Regions from separate parts of the Sus scrofa genome. Here region 2 is linked to region 1. A link is a contact called in public targeted proximity ligation data. All regions are on one chromosome and are shown on one strand. The core of a region is the stretch at or near the end of the contact, and the rest is flanking DNA. Distances in the headings are between cores, read along the strand shown.

What was found.
Region 2: a contact with region 1 is called in a targeted proximity ligation map of alveolar macrophages. A contact is called at or near these places in 1 of 47 Hi-C or Micro-C datasets (psoas muscle) and 2 of 2 datasets of targeted methods (alveolar macrophages and skeletal muscle).

Annotation. Positions count from the first base shown.
Region 1 is chr5:69,854,904-69,857,658 of Sscrofa11.1, reverse strand. BID (BH3 interacting domain death agonist) reads left to right here and starts at 1,311. Exons shown (of 5, transcript NM_001030535.1): 1 at 1,311-1,322. The coding sequence starts at 1,311. LOC110260761 (a long non-coding RNA gene) reads right to left here. Exons shown (of 2, transcript XR_002344150.1): 2 at 1-2,755.
Region 2 is chr5:70,131,356-70,134,335 of Sscrofa11.1, reverse strand. MICAL3 (F-actin-methionine sulfoxide oxidase MICAL3) reads left to right here and starts at 1,367. Exons shown (of 40, transcript XM_021092508.1): 1 at 1,367-1,559. PEX26 (peroxisome assembly protein 26) reads right to left here and starts at 1,312. Exons shown (of 5, transcript XM_003126596.4): 1 at 486-1,312. The coding sequence starts at 700.

The DNA of each region.
Region 1 (2,755 bases), core at 62-2,561:
TACCCCACGGCCTGTGGTTGGTTGAGTCTGAGAATGCAGGTACGACAAAACTACGAGGACTAACCTCCCAGGGGCGGCTTGGGGTACAGGGCCACTGAAGCTGGGTGAGCACCCCCCACCCACCCTTGGCACCACCCTGGCCTTGCCGCCTGCCCTCAGTGGGAACCTTACCCTTTCCACGGAGATGAGCTGGTTGTTTTTACCTCTTGTGTGTTTAGGAACCATATGGAATTGCCGTGTTTGGCTGTTTTTGCCCTACAAAGTGACTGATTCACTTGCCTTAGCCTAATACTGTGGGAACACACGGATGCAGGTGTATGATTATTCTGGTGAGACTGCTCTGCAGAAACTTGTCTAGTCTGTCTGGACATCTCTCCTAATGCAAACAGAGCTCTCATTCTTTTCTCTGTTTTTTTTTTTTTTTTTTTTTTTTAAGGGCTGCACCCACAGCTTATGGAAGTTCCAAGCTAGGGGTCAAATCAGAACTGCAGCTGCCGTCCTATACCACAGCTACAACAACGTGGGATCCGAGCTGTGTCTGTGACCTACACCGCTTGCGTCAACACTGGATCCTTAACCTGAGCGAGACCAGGGATCATACCCGCATCCTCATGGATACCAGTCAGATTCGTTTCTTTCTTCTCTGTTCCTTTTTAAACTTAGATTCCACTGGGTCTGCTCAGTTGTTTGGGTTATTTAATGTGGAATTATGTGCCACATGGGAGCTGTAATCGTTGTGTAGCTATCAAATACACATTCTTTTTCTTTATACACATCTGACTAGAGCTCTATGAGAAGACTGATCTTCTCTACCCTTGAAGCCCATGGCCTGGGAGCTGGCCTGCCTGGCTGCGTCTAGTCCCGTCCACGGACACTGCCTGGCCCTCAGTAGCTGTGAGGCTGAGTCACAGGTCCCTGCTCTGGGGCTGTAGCTGAAGGGACAGTGTACTTGTCGAGGGGAGGGTGGTATGGGGCCATGGTAAGAACAGCAGATCCCTGACAGTGTCTAGGCGTTAACCACGGGGGAAACCCAGTGCTGTTAAGTACTTATGGAGAAAGAGCCCATAAGCCCAACTGCCCCCCTGGGCCTGAAGAGTGAGCTCGAGGTGGGAGCCTTGGCCCCTGAGGCTGGGGAGTCTCCGTCTCAGTAAAGAGGAGTGCATGCTATTGGGATGAGCAGCAGAGCCCGGGCCCAGATGGCTCCCTGTTTCCTGGGGGATCCTGGGGCTGTCCCTGCAGGGCCAGCACCATCCTGTGTGTTCTCTTCCAGGCTGCTGACTTGGACCCCTGTGAGCCGGAGCGTGTGGGCCATGGATTCTAAGGTCAGATGGTGCGGTTGTCCTGGAAGAAGGCTTTGGGGACACGGGTGGCTGAGGCCTTGCAGAAGGAGCCTCACATCCATAGCGGGGGATGACGATGACAAGCTTGTGGCATCTCCCCACCTCCTCCTGCACCTATACCTGGCCACCCCCTGGATAGGCCAGGAGACTTTCCTAAGCTTGGTGCCTGCTCTGTGAGTCCTGAGCAGCAAGCAGCCCCGTACCTGCAAGGGCCTCAGTCTGGACTTTACCAGCGTCCTTCTCAGGAGGTGGGGACCCTGGTGGCCAAGGGTCTCAGATGTCATGAGCTCTAGCGAAACATCCGGTCTTGAACAGAAGAGATTTCAGGAGCTGCCCTAGTGGGAACAGGCCAGTCCTCAGGGCTGAAATGCCATTTGGTGCCCCTGCCCTGTGCCCTCCTGGCAGGACCCCTGCTGCCTTCCCTGGTCCTGTTTCCTGATGACTTGTCAGTGAGGAAGGAGGACAGGATTGCTCCCAGGGCTTCTCTTTTCCTTTCTTTTCCTTCAAGCTGAGAAACCCGAGACAGGAGTGTCCATAGTTGTAGTTGCTGGTGAGACATCTATTTCCTCTTCCCCTCCCTGCAACAGAATTGTCATCCTGCTATCAATTTTTCTGACTTTGAAATTTTTTTCCAGTTTTTAAAAATTAGTAAAAATATACATTGGCACGACATTTACTGTTTTAGCCTGTTTTAAGTGTTCAGCTTAGTGGCATTCAGCACTGTACCCCTGGCCCCATCACTCCACTTTCTTTCTCTGGGAATTCGACACTTCAGGGACCACACAGGTGCTAGGGCTTGTGTAGTGTGTGTCCTCTTATGTCTGGCATATTTCACTGAGCATAATGTCTCAGGTTTGGGTTTATTACTGTTGCTTGGCACTAATTTCACAGGCTTTGAGCACTAAGATTCTTATCACAAAGCTTTCCACTGTTTTCTCTGCACTGGGACTGATTTATAGCGCAAGTTATTTTCCCTCCTATAGATCAGCTCTGTAATATGTCCAGAAAGATTGCCTAAGGCTTTTTTTTTTTTTTTTTTGTCTTTTGAGGGCCGCATCCATGGCATGTGGAAGTTCTCAGACTAGGAGTTGAATCAGCTGTAGCCCCCGGCCTACCCCACAGCCACAGCAACATCAGATCTGAGCTGCATCTGTGACTACAGCATAGCTCATAGCAACGCAGGATCCTTAACTCACTGAGCAAGGCCAGGAATCAACCTGCATCCTCATGGATGCTAGCCAGATTCATTTCTGCTGAGCCATGACAGGAACTCCACAACTGCCAAAGTCTTGATCCTTTCTCTTTACATAAATTTTTTGCTTGTGCCCACGCTATATGGAAGTTCCCAGGTCAGGGATTGAATCCAAGCTGCAGCTGCAGCATAGGCACTGCTGGATCCTTCAACCTACTGCACC
Region 2 (2,980 bases), core at 118-2,617, 280 kb before region 1:
AATTATGCCTTCAACTACCAGAGAGGACGGCAGCATTAGAAAAAGCAGCGCAAGACCAAGGTTTCTAATTCTTTGATCCGACCCTTCAATAGAACTGGAACACTACTCCTGCCCTGAACCCCATCCCCACTCATCAGCCAAAGTGAGAAGGGGACAACTCAGTGGAGGGTGTACCTTCGACAAGCCTCCCACCACCTGCTTACTGGAGCAACTGAACAATACAATCCTGTCTTCCCTTCATGTCATTCTGCCCTGGAACAGGGAGAAAGAATTGGCTGTGGGTTCCCACTAAGCCCTGTGACACGACTCAACTGCTTCCTCCTCAACGGGCAGTGCCTCCCCTTTCTCCTCAGAAAATGGGCACAAGGTCAGGCACCCCTGAGGAAAGCAAGGAGTAAGACTTCCGCCAACAATCGGAGGGCAAGAGTCCTGGGGACTGGTGCCCCTCCCACCGTCACCCGAAGGGAGCCGAGCCCAGCACGTACGCGCCCGCGGGCTCCTCCGCCAGGCCCTGCCACGCGCGTTCGCAGGTGCGGAGCGCCGCGGCAAAGTCCAGGTGCACCACCAGCAAGTCGGCCGCCTCCTCCAGCAGAAGTGCGGCTGCCGATGGGGCCGGGGAGGAGCGCACCGGCTCGCTGCTCCGCAGGGGGCCCCCAAGCCCCCTCAGGGGGGCTGCAGAGGTCGCGGGGTCACTCCTCATAGGCGGGCGCCGGGCGACCGCCCTCTGGGGGCTGCAGGGTGTCCGGTGCGGCCTGGGAGAAGAGAGGGTCCTCACAGCCTGGCCCACGAACCGCCCGAGGCCGCAGCCCGTAAAGGAAAGATTGGCGCGGCTGGGCTTGTCTGCGGCTCCAGCGAGGGACAGCCTGGCACCCTCGGATATGCAGAGCACTGCGTCCCTGGAGACGCAGCCTCACGACAAGGACTGGAACCCCCGAGCCCGGGAAGGAGTCTGCCCCGACCCTCTCCAGGGGCTGAGCCGCCGCCAGCGGCGCGGGAACGTGGGCGCCGACAGCTTCGCTGCGCGCGCAGAGCGGCGCCCGGCGGCGCGGGACACTCTGGGAGTTGTAGTCTTGCTCCTGGAGCGGCCCCGCTCCGGGGCGCAGATGGGGGGCTTCGGACTACAAGCCCCGGCATACGGCGCCCCAGAAGCCGTCACAGTCGGAGGAAGCCAGCCGACCCAAGCCGCGGGCTGTGGGAGGTGAGGTGGGTACTTGTTGCGGGCCGAGGCTCTGGCCTCCGGCTTCTCTAGCTCCTGGATTCTGTAGGGACACGGCTCCGGCGGCGAGCAGGAGAGGGCGTCTGTGAACCGCCTCCTCCCGGGCCCCGCCCAGCACCCGTCAGTCCTTCCTTCTTTTGTTTTGCTGCCGGTCCCACAACTGGCAGGTGGCAAAAACACAGCCAGCCAAGGGCAGGAGCTTGGCCACCGCGCTCTGCCGGATGGGCTGTGTCCGCTTGTGTCCAGGGATCCACACTGAGCCTCCGTGTCTTATGCCAGATAGATATTCCGTGAAAAAGCCGTACAGTGTGTAATGCAGTTTACAGTAAAGGACTGAGTCAGAGTAAGTATTCAATACGTCCTGGCTTTAATAGTAATTATTAAGTAATTTTACACAGATACAGAAGTTACATTTATTATTATATTCTGTGCTTCACTCAGGCTTTGAAGAGCCTCCTAGGTTTGTGCTAAGCCCTGAGCTTCAGTTCCTCCCAGTTCCCTACCATTTGCACTCTCTCCAAAACGTTGCCCTTGTGATTAAATCGGACAGGCCAGGCACAGGGTCAGCACCTGCCTGCCTCAGCATCCCCTTCCATGGTCACCAGCCAGGGCCTTCCACCCTCTGCAAAAAGTCCTCCTGGAAAGCTGAGGCAGAAGCACAAAATCCATCAGACTCTGGGGATGAGAAGTGTGGACCCCATAATGGCATAAGGTGATAAAGCCAGGACTTCACTTTTTCCGTGGATATTTAACACCTACTAAGTGCCAGCCTTGTTCTAAACACTGAGGATCCCACATGAACGAAGGAGACAAAAATGTCCTCCTTTGTGGAGCTTCCATCATAGTGAAAGAGGGGAGCAAAATTAAAAATAAATACAGTGGTATGTCAGATGGTGATAAATGCTTAAAGAGAACTTGGATGTGACAACAGTGACTACGTTTAACTTTGTTTTCTAGCAGTAAATCCAGGGTTGAAGTAGAGCAGAGAGAAAATGTGCTTTTCATGCTCAGAACTAGCCTCCATTGGTGAAATCACTGCCCTTGGGACCAACACATACTTGATGTCCACCCTAAGTCCCCCTTTCTCTCCAGGCAATATTCTTCCCACAGAGCAAACTCCACTCTGGAAAGTGAATTAGTTCAAGGCTGAATTTATCAAAATGTTTTATCTGTTCTGCCTCAGATTTGACAGCCAATAATGAAGATCATTAGTAATAGCATAATTACTGGACTGTAAACAAACAAAAAACTGTTTCTCAGAATTGGCTTATAAGTCTCCCCTGAAAAATCAGAAAAGCAGTAGTAGCGTCAGAATACAGACCTGACCAGGCCTGGGCCAGTTGAGACTGGCAGGACCAGGCCTCTGCCTCCAGGAGCACCACTTCCAAGCTTTTGCTGCCAGAAAAAGGCCCCTTCCTTAATCCTAGAGAAGGTTCTTGCTCTGCCCAGGATTTTCCAGGAGATGGCAGCACAGCCTTAAAAGAAGCAAGCCTGCCAGTACGTGCAGTGCTGTGATCCCTAGAATGAGGTCAAGATATTTAAAGAAGTGGGAGTTTGCAAAAAAAAAAAAAAAAAAAAAAAAATATGAAAATAGGATTTTTCTATTTCTGTGTTTCGCCCAATCTCTGACTACCTGGGCCTACGCAGTGGTCTCTCTGTCACCACTACCCCTTAGCACTCTTATGCCCACCAGCTGATTCCCGAGTAACAGTGCTGACATAATGGAGCCAGACCATCTAATGAAGCCAGACCATCTCAAGCTAA